2 separate regions of the Ovis aries genome follow, and region 1 is linked to region 2. A link is a contact called in public Hi-C data. All regions are on one chromosome and are shown on one strand. Each heading gives the region's core, a stretch centred on a gene start, on an enhancer-like site or on the middle of the called end of the contact. The rest is flanking DNA. Distances are from core to core; before and after follow the strand shown.

Evidence for each region. Hi-C and Micro-C count contacts between places; a contact is called where the count stands out from the background.
Region 1: a Hi-C map of liver shows a contact between it and region 2, with 2.9 times the contacts expected there. The contact joins the promoter of AMN here to the enhancer-like site in region 2. A contact is called at or near these places in 6 of 16 Hi-C or Micro-C datasets (blood, hypothalamus, liver and 2 more).

What each region holds. Positions count from the first base shown.
Region 1 is chr18:65,243,147-65,248,564 of ARS-UI_Ramb_v3.0, reverse strand. AMN (amnion associated transmembrane protein) reads right to left here and starts at 2,236. Exons shown (of 12, transcript XR_006056936.1): 1 at 2,166-2,236; 2 at 1,382-1,500; 3 at 1,225-1,269.
Region 2 is chr18:65,047,906-65,053,176 of ARS-UI_Ramb_v3.0, reverse strand. All of the region lies in intron 3 of RCOR1 (REST corepressor 1), which reads right to left. Among named protein-coding and RNA genes, the nearest start is that of TRAF3, 70 kb to the left of the region's middle. Within about 2 kb of position 1,531, at least 11 of the 54 cell types and tissues checked have an H3K27ac peak or open chromatin away from gene starts, as enhancers often do. A contact at or near this core is called in hypothalamus and liver, where this site is marked.

The sequences.
Region 1 (5,418 bases), core at 987-3,486, 190 kb before region 2:
AAGGAATGATGCTAAAGCTGAAACTCCAGTACTTTGGCCACCTGATGCAAAGAGCTGACTCATTTGAAAAGATCCTGATGCTGGGAAAGATTGAGGGCAGGAGGAGAAGGGGATGACAGAGGATGAGATGGTTGGATGGCATCACCGACTCAATGGACATGGGTTTGGGTGGACTCCGGGAGTTGGTGATGGACAGGGAGGCCTGGCATGCTGTGGTTCATGGGGTCGCAAAGAGTCGGACACGACTGAGCGACTGAACTGAACTGAACAGAACTGAACTCCCCAAGGAGATCATCCAGGCAACTAAGACGGCCAGAAGGGACCCCCAAGTCCCAGCACCCCCCTCTCCAACTGACTCCTCTATATGCGGGTTCCCGCCAGTTCCAGGCACCCCCTGCCCTCTCCAGGCCCCTGCCTGGTTGCCACGGTCGCCAGGGCTGTGGGGGCTCCTGAGTGTGGCCACGGCTCTGCCACTTCCTCGTCCCCCTCACTGGCCCCTCCATACCTTAGTCTTTGGGTTGGACACATGGGAAGGGCGTCTGGACCCGGGATCTACAGGAACCAGCACATCCTGCCCGAGGTCCCCTTCCCAGGCTGCAGGTGAGGGCTGGGGTCTCTAACGCCCCCTGCCCTGTCCCCCCATGGGGCCAGACTCCCAGAATTAATGCCGCTTTCGAAAACCATCAATTAACCTAGCTGCCTCCAGGTGGAAATAAGGGGTACCCAGACCCTGCATCTGGGCAGCAGAGTGAGTGGTGCCCAGGCCTCCTAGGCCACCGGTGGCCCCCGCTCACCCATAAAGTTCAGTGGCCTCTGGGTGAGGACCCCACCCTGGAACTCACACTGTGAATCAGTTTGAGAAAAAGGTCCCCTGATGGAGTTCCGATGCACAGGACAGGGAAAGGCTTTAGTGGGGTGGGGAGAGGGGCTTCCCTGGGGCAAACCTGGAGAGGACAGGCTCCTGGGCGAAGGCAGGGGCAGGAGGGACAGGAGGTGCCCCCACACCCCCTCCGGAGCTGGGCGCAGCCGGGGCTGCGACTGTATGACCGATGTCCCCTCCCATGTGGTTCCCCACTCTTCCAGAAACCCCTCCACAGGGTAAGAGCTAGTGCATTGAAGGGTCTGCCCCCCAGGTGGAGGCCGGTCAGGAAGAGGCCTCAAGTTGACCAGGGCGGGACCCACAGGCCCCCTTCCCACTGGGGGCCCATTCCCAGCCCTGCTCACCATGTCTGAGATGCTGTGACCTTCTCGCACCAGGACCGACAGCGTCTGCAGGCAGAAGGGATGTCAGCAAGTGCCCCCCGTCACTGGGGTCCGGGGCCTGGACCACGCCGGGACCCAGTCCCCCCGCCCCCAGGGCCCCAGGAGTGGGGTCAGGCACCTTGTCCGCGGGAAACTCGACAGCAGCACCCGTGCATGGGGTCCGGTTCTGGCTCCAGTTGGTGGCATCGTCAAAGTTGGTGTTGGGGACCCAGACTTTGTAGGCGGCCTGAGTCAGGGCTGGGGAGGGGCCGGCTGAGCGCTGGGGTTCCTGCCTGGAACCCCCAGTGCCAGGAAGGAGGACCTCATCCAGAGAGACCTGGAGCTAGAGGGTCCAGGCCCCGAGGCTCCCCAACTTCTACTGAATCTGCAGAGCCGGTTCAAACCTGCCTTCCTCAGGGACTCACCGCCCCAAGATCGCCTCCTTGCCCGCCCCCAGTTCGCCCTGCCAGAATGGTGGCAACCACAGGACTGAGGCCATCGGGGCAGGGAGGCCTCGGCCCAGGGGAAGAAACTGGGGGACCGGGCGGGGGCGGGCGGCAGGCCGGATCTGCCCAGGGCTCAGAGAGGGGAACCGGGACCGGCTGCAGTTCTCACAGCTCCCGGGCGTAGGGGGCCGCTCCGAGGACGCGCCCCCGCCTACGGGCCACGCGGGGGTCAGAGGCGCCCCCCTGGGGCCGGGGGCCAGCTTCGGAGGGGTAGGGGCGGAGCGCGGGCGCGGCCGGCCGTCGGTCTGGCCCTGCGGCTCCGGGGAGCCTCCCGCTCGGCCCCGCGGGCGCTGCGCAAGGAGGGGCCGGGCGGCCGGCCGGCTTCCGCAGCCCCTCGCGCTCCCGCCGCGCACCCCTCGGGGACACGGGTCTCAGGGTGCGTCGGGCCCCCGGCGCGCCACCCCCCAACTCCCTTACCGCACAGCTGCAGCCACAGCAGCACCCGGCCCCGCGCGCCCATCCCGCCGGACTTCGGCGTCTCGGACCCTGAGACTTTGCCCCGCGGGGCCCACGTGACCGGGCGGGGTGGGGGCAGCCGGGAGGGTTACACATTCACCTCCGACCCGCCCGCAGCGACTCCTGGGCCCCTCGGCGGCGCCGGGCCCCTCCCACACACCCAGCTCCAGGACCTGAGGACCGTGGGCGCTCAGAAAGGGGGCTTGTGCGGACCACTTCCCAAGGAAACGGTGCGCTGGGGGCGGGGCTCCTCTCCGCCCCAGATGCTGCTCGGGCTGCACCCAGCTGCCTGCATTTCGGGGCCGGGAGTTGGCTTGTCCAGGGGCCGGGTCCAGGCAGGCCCTCCTGCCTCCTAGGCTGGTGGACTGTGGATGGTGGCAGACGGGTGGCACCTGGTGTCTGGTGTGTGGAGGATGGTGGGAAGATGAGCCTGGATGCACGGTGCGTGATGGAGGGTATTGTGCTGGCCCCTGGATGGATGAGGAATGGGCTGATGGGAAATGTCGAGTGAATGAATGAGTGGACAGCAATGGAGTGATGGTGGCTGGAGGATGACTGGTGTGCGACTGATGAGCGTCGGGTGGCAGAGAGCTGCATGAATGACTAGATGGTGGCTGGTGGGCAGAGGCTCGATGGTTGGTGGTGCAAAGATGTGATGAGTGGCAGGTGAATGCAGATAGCTGTTCACAGGTGGTGGATGGATAGAGTAGACTGGAAGATAGGTGATGGAAAGTGGATGGTCGCTGGATGAATAGTGGAAGGGTGGAAAGTGGAATGTGATTGGACAAATGGATGGCTGGTGGGTGAAAGATAAACTGTCAGTATTAAATAGATGTGTCTATGTATGGATGGCGTGTTGAGCTGGATCAATTCAGTTCAGTTAGGTCGCTCAGTGGTTTCTGACTCTCTGCGACCCCATGGACTACAGCCAGGCCTCCCTGTCCATCACCAACTCCTAGAATTTACTCAAACTCATGTCCATTGAGTTGGTGATGCCACCCAACCATCTCATCCTCTGTTGTCCCCTTCTCCTCCCGCCTTCAATCTTTCCCCAGCATCAGGGTCTTTTTGGATGAGTCAGTTCTTGGCATCAGGTGGCCAAAGTAGTAGAGTTTCAGCTTCAACACCAGTCCTTCCAATGAATATTCAGGACTGATTTTCTTTAGGATGAACTGGTTGGATCTCCTTGCAGTCCAAGGGACTCTCAAGAGTCTTCTTCAACACCAGAGTTCAAAAGCATCAATTCTTTGGCTCTCAGCTTTCTTTATGGTCCAACTCTCACATCCATACATGACTACTGGAAAAACCATAGATTTGACTAGATGGACCTTTGTTGGCAAAGTTAGTGTCTCTGCTTTTTAATAAGCTGGCTAGGTTGGTCATAACTTTCCTTCCAAGGAACGAGTGTCTTTTAATTTCATGGGTGCAGTCACCATCTGCAGTGATTTTGGAGCCCCAAAAAAGAAAGTCTGTCACTGCTTCCACTGTTTCCCCATCTATTTCCCATGAAGTGATGGGACCAGATGCCATGATCTTAGTTTTCTGAATGTTGAGCTTTAAGCCAACTTTTTCACTCTCCTCTTTCACTTTCATCAAGAGGCTCTTTAGTTCTTCTTCACCTTCTGCCATAAGGGTGATGTCATCTGCATATCTGAGGTTATTGATATTTTTTCCCGGCAATCTTGATTCCAGCTTGTGCTTCATCTAGCCCAGTATTTCTCATGATGTACTCTGCATAGAAGTTAAATAAGCAGGGTGACAATATACAGCCTTGACATACTCCTTTCCCGATTCGGAACCAGTCTGTTGTTCCATGTCCAGTTCTAACTGTTGCTTCTTGACCTGCATACAGGTTTTTCAAGAGGCAGGTCAGGTGGTCTGGTATTCCCATCTCTTTAAGAATTCTCCACAGTCTGCTGTGATCCACACAATCAAAGGCTTTGGTGTAGTCAATAAACCAGAAAGAGATGTTTTTCTGGAACTCTCTTGCTTTCTCGATGATCCAGCAGATGTTGGCAATTTGATCTCTGGTTCCTCTGCCTTTTCTAAATCCAGCTTGAACATCTGGAAGTTCATGGTTCATGTACTGTTGAAGCCTGGCTTGGAGAATTTTGCACATGACTTTCCTAGCATGTGAGATGAGTGCAATTGTGCAGTAGTTTGAAGTTTTTTTGGCATTGCTGTTCTTCGGGGTTGGAATGAAAACTGACCTTTTCCAGTCCTGTGGCCACTGCTGAGTTTTCCAAATTTGCTGTCACTTTCACAGTATTATCTTTTAGGAATTGACATAGCTCAACTGGAATTCCATCACCTCCACTAGCTTTGCTTGTAGTGATGCTTCCTAAGGCCCACTTGACTTCACATTCCAGGATGTCTGGTTCTAGGTGAGTGATCATACCATCATGATTATCTGAGTCATGAAGATCTTTTTTTGTATCGTTTTCTTTGTAATCTTACCACCTCTTCTTAATATCTTCTGCTTCTGTTAGGTCCCTAACATTTTTGTCCTTTATTGTGCCCATCTTTGCATGAAATGTTCCCTTGGTATCTCTAATTTTCTTGAAGAGGTCTCTAGTCTTTCCCATTCTACTGTTTTCTTCTATTTCTTTGCATTGATCACTGAGGAAGGCTTCCTTATCTCTCCTTGCTATTTGGAACTCTGCATTCAAATGGGTATATCTTTCCTTTTCTCCTTTGCCTTTCATTTCTGTTCTTTTCACAGCTATTTATAAGGCCTCCTCAGACAACCATTTTGCCTTTTTACATTTCTTTTTCTTGGGGTGGTCTTGATCACTGCCTCCTGTACAATGTCACGAACCTCTGTCCATAGTTCTTCAGGTACTCTGTATATCAGATCTAATTCCTTGAATCTATTTATCTATATATAATCTATATATATCTATATATAACCTATATAATAATATTTCACATATATGTTAATATTTTATATATTAAAATATTAAATATTAAATAATATAGTATATAATATAAATATAATACATAAATATATATGTATGTGTACATGTATGTAATATAACTTATATATAATATATATTTAGATATAATATATAATAATATATTTACTGAATTATATATTATATATTTATATATAATATATAAGATATTATATATTTAATATATAAATATAAATTATAAATATATCAATATATTTATATTATATAAATTGAATTATACATATACATATAATATATGC
Region 2 (5,271 bases), core at 282-2,781:
AAGGTGAAAGGCAGCACCTATCATCAAAAAGGCTACAGATAACAAATGCTGGAGAGAGTGTGGAGTAAAGTGCACCCTCCTGCACTGCTGGTGGGATGGAAACTGGGGCAGCCGCTAGGGAGAACAGTGTGGAGGCTGTTACCACAGAACACGTGATCCCACTCCTGCACACACGTTGGAAAAGACAGAGGCCCCGACATTCACAGGAGCACTGTTCACAAAAGCCAAGACACGGGAACAACCCAAGTGCTCACTAACAGGTGGCTTAAGGAGATGCAGTGCATTTGTACGAGGGACTACTGCTCAGGCATAAAAAAGAATGAAATATTGCCATCTGCAGCAACACGGATGAACCTAGAGATTATTATACCAAACGAAAGACCAATATTATATATCATGTATATGTGGAATCTGAAAAATAATACAAATCAATCTATACATAAAACAAACAGACTCATAGACACAGAAAACAAACCTATGGTTACTGAAGGAGAGAGGGAAGGGGTAGATAAACTAGGGGCATGGGATTAACAGATACCAACCACCATACACAATAAGACAAGTAACGAGGATTTACTGTATAGCACAGAGGATTATATTTAGTATCTTGTAATAAGTTATAAAGGAAAATAATCTGAATATATATATATATAAACCTGAACCACTTTGCTCTTCACCTGAAATTAACACAATACTGTAAATTAACTATATCTTAACTAAAAGAAAGAAAGGGAAGTAAAGAGAGGCAGCACAGGTTAGGTATGGGGTAAGAAAGACTCAGGTCAAATCTTGGCTCTGTCTGTTGATAAAATGCGTTCGTATCCAATGGTGCCTGACAAGCACTGTATTTAAGACTGTGCTACCCTCAGCAACTTGCTCACACCAGCAGAACTAGGTTATCCCGTAACTGAAAACTACACCACGGAGGGAAGGCCTCCTTGTCCCCTGCTACTCAAAGAGCGCTCTGGACCAGCATAAATTCAGCACAGCCACAGGCACAGACAGTGCTGTGACAGGCCTTGTCTCCCCTGCTTGCCCTCTCTGAGCCGTCCCCAGCCCTTGTTCCTTTTCATCAGCGGTGGACAGGGACCCCTACCTCAGCTTCTGTGCTCTCAAGGCCCTCCCCACTACCTGCCTGGCTGCTTTACACAGCCTGCCAGGAGCTGTTGGCAGTTCATGAAGAAAATGGAACACTTTTTGAAACCTCTCGCAAGGCTTTCTTAAGTAAAAATGAGCTTTCAATCTCAAAAAACAAAACTGACTCCCACCTGCTCCTATGAAAAACAAAGGATGACTGGATATTTGAGGTGGGGGACAAAGATGAAACAAGGGAAACAAGAAAAGTACCAGCTGCCTGAGACAAAGAACGCAGGGGGGGTGGGGGTGGGGACATTCCCAGCACTTTCTATTATCTGGCAACAATAATCTTGATTTTGTCTCTAGAAGATTAAAGGTTAACCAGAGTTCATCCCAATCTGGGGCAAACAGCCACTGCAGGCAGAGTGGTTGACTGAGTGTGATCAGGTTGACGAGCAAAGTCCACGGGGCTTAGGGAAAGGCCCAGGCTCTGCCCCCACCAGTCTTCCCCAGTGCACTCGGGACAGGACCGGGGTCATGGGCGAGCTACAGGCAGACTTGCCTTGTGCAGCTTAGCTGACACTCTAATCTATCATCAGAAGTAGGAGACTCAAACACAGCGTTAAGTGTATTCTGCTTTAAAAACAATCCTATCATTGCATAATGCCGTGTTTTTAAAAACCTGAAAGCTCCTACAGAAACAGCCAGGAAGAATGGGCTAATCTTAAATTGTGATGGATGCATCACTCTAATCCTTTAAAGAACTACACAGACTACACAAACCATGCCTTTTTCGACAACAACTTACCATTATGCATAGCACAACTGAATGAGTTGTTTGGGGGGTAACATCATTTAAAGGTAGAATGTGTGTGAGATTCATCAAGAAAATGTACAAAATTTAACAGAGCTTAGTCAAACATTTACTGAACTACCCTCACTACGTACAGAACACCGTATTAAACAGCAGGCCAAATACAAAAGAAAGACGATCTCCTGCAGTGCCGTGACCCAACACACAGGTGGCAGAGGAGAAACGAATGCACGCGGCAGCAAGTGCAGTCGCAGGGCAGCCTGAGAAGGCAGCGCCGCTGCTGACGGCCACTCAAGAGAAACTTCCTGAAGACTCGACAGCGGTTCAGTTCAGTTTAGATGTTCAGTCGTGTCCGACTCTGTGCGACTCCATGGAGCTGTACTGATTAACAAAAGTCACTAACGTCTGAGAATCTGCTACATGCGGGCCACTGGTCTAAGCTCTTTACCAGGCTTCTCTTTTTAATCCTCTCCAATAATTCTACTATCACTCCCATCCACAAACGAAGACATTGAGGTGCAGAGAGGTTAGGTCACTTGGCCAGGGTCACACAGCTGGCAAAGGCAGAGACAGGACTCTTGTATCAATGCACCCCCAGTGTTTGGCCCCAGGACCCATCGAGTTAAACCTCGGTTAGCAATCCTCTCTCCTGAGTAAGGGAGACAGGAGAAGCTCACTTCAGATAAGGACAGCTCCATGGCAGAGAATGCTGAGCAAGGCAGCAACACAGTCTACTCCGTTTGAATGGAGTCAAGAAAACAAAACTGTGGTGAAGGAAGTGACGGAGTCAGAAGCTAACAGACAGATGACTGCCTTGAGCAAAGCTTCATAGGTTTCTATATTCATGTTCTAACCTGATGATCTAAACGCTCCCAGTACCATTAGTAAGAATCTCAAATTCGACTGCAAAACTGGGAAGAATGCAGAAGAAAACTGCCACAGTAACCTTAACTCACCCTTCCCTCCCCAGATACTGCAGCGACTTGGAATACTTGTGATCCTGCACAGTCTATGCAGAGCAAGAGGCTGACACCTTTGCTGAGAACAAACCCACAGCCCTAGGACAGCTGTAAAGTTTTTATCATCATATTTACTATAGCTTCAGGTGCTGCAAAGGAAATACGGTACCACTTTCTCTCTCATAACTCAAAAACAGCATGCTAAAGTTTTCTTCAAGAATATGATAGATAACAAATATTGTGGCATCTCCTTGAGCTATTAAAATAAGAAATGAATCATCACCATAACTCGCTGAGAATCAAAAATGAGCTTGAATCGGTTAGGTAAAGCAATTGTGCCACCTGGTGGGCACACACATCACTACAACATTTCAATGATCCCTGTGTTATCTGGAGGTGGGAGTAGTGGGCTGAGACTCAGCCAGAGACTCAGTCAGGCTATGATGAAAGCACCAGTCCCTCCTTGTCAGGGATAAAATATGCTTCCTTTATGACAATGCCATTTCTTAATGTAGTTTTGTTAGAAGCCCACTTTAGAGAAAAAGTTCCCCCCACCCTCTGCACCCAAGTAAACACTACAAATCCAGCCCAATCTCACAGACAATCTCATCAAGCGAAATAAGAAACACGAGCACCTCACTAAGCCACACACAGTGGCATTCAGCCGCGAGCATCTATTCCTACCTGGTCCACCCAGAATCAGCAGATATGACTCTGGACACATCCTCCCCCACCTCAGTGCCGCAGGGCCCTCCTCTAAGAGTAGGCAGACCATCGTGCCTTCCAGGGCTAACCATTTAACTGTTAGATTTACACTTGCTTGTGTGTTGCATTAATTTTTTTTCCAATAAAAAGATAAGTGCACTCCTCCCCGTTTACTCTAGTACTCACACACAAAGGCATATGCCTATTCTCTGTTGTAGAAACTGATCATCACTGGAATGAAGGACATTTAGTTGTGACTAATCAAAATAACCATCCTTCTCCTTAAACATGGCCCAAGTCTGTGGCAAGGAGTAAGATGCACGCAGTGGCAACTCGCCTGCTAGCCGCCTGTACCCCATCACAGCACGTCAGCATCTGATGGCCACGGCCCCAAGGCAGCTGTGCCCTCAAGCCTGTCCTGTCCACTCTCGGGAGCTGCTCTGTGCACACAAGCTGAGGAAGGAACCACGCTCACAAGGTCTGCATCTTCCTCAATTAAAGGCAACCTTTCCTGACATTAAAAGAGGGAGAAAAAGACTAACCCTTGACTCACCTATAATCTCACAGTGAACTACAGTGCAAACAGCCCTGGACGATGAGTAACAGCCCTTCAGTTTCTATCAGGAACTTGCAGCTAAGTCCATTTCATCATTTGTCAAATAAGAGGTATTTTTATAAATTCTCTGTACAAAAATATACATATACATAAATACTCAGAGGCACCGACTCAGTCCCTGAACACCACCAGAGCCATGTTCTATTTCAGTAGTTTCCAATCCTGACTGATAAGAACTGTCTGACAAACATCTTTAGAATACTGACTCAGGTTCCACCCTGTTTTGTAATGTATGTGTATCAATATGCATGTGTGTTCATGTTTATGAACATATGTGTGTGTGCATGGATGTATACGTATACTTTATGCACATATAGAGCTTCTAGTAAAGTATGATGTGTGTAGAGAAAAGCACGTATGTAAGCATACAGCTAGGTTCATTTTCAGGAGATGAATACACTCAGATCAAAGAAAGAATCCAATATGCTCTTGATGTTATGGGTTTGTTTTTATAATGATCCCAGGTGACTATGATCAATCAATGAATTAGAGAGTAACACTGATGTGTAAAGAACAGTTCCCATTTTAATGTGACAGAAACCACCTCAATGAGCCCAAACATTTAAACAATTACACCAATATCAGAACTACAAAAATGAGGAGAAATGTGCTTTTTATGTTACTGTAAAATGAAGTTTCTAAATTTGTGAGTTGTGAATTTTAATCATGTGAAAGAATTTCCTTTCAAGCCTCCAGCTGAGGGGTTATGAACAGGGGAGAAAGGTGGAACAAAGGAAAGGAAGATCAGACAGTATGGTCTCTACAGTGTGGTCAAGAAGGGGCCCCCCCAGGGACACTTCAGCCATTCCCAGGAGGAGGGGAGGGGACAGCACCATGTAGAACTCAGCAAGAGGGATGCGGACAAGGGGAGCGGGCTCTGGTTGCGTCCAGAGGGCAGAGGTGGGCTCAGACCCCAGGGTGCCTAGTGGCAACTGTCAGGTCTTCTGACTTCAATTTACAGTCATCTAGAAAGGTGTGAATAGAGACCCTGACACATTTACTATATATTTCTATGAAAGTTTAGGCATTTACTACATACCTGTGAAACTTTCACTCATAATATAATTTTGAAAATGGGTACTGAAGTCATATGACTTAAT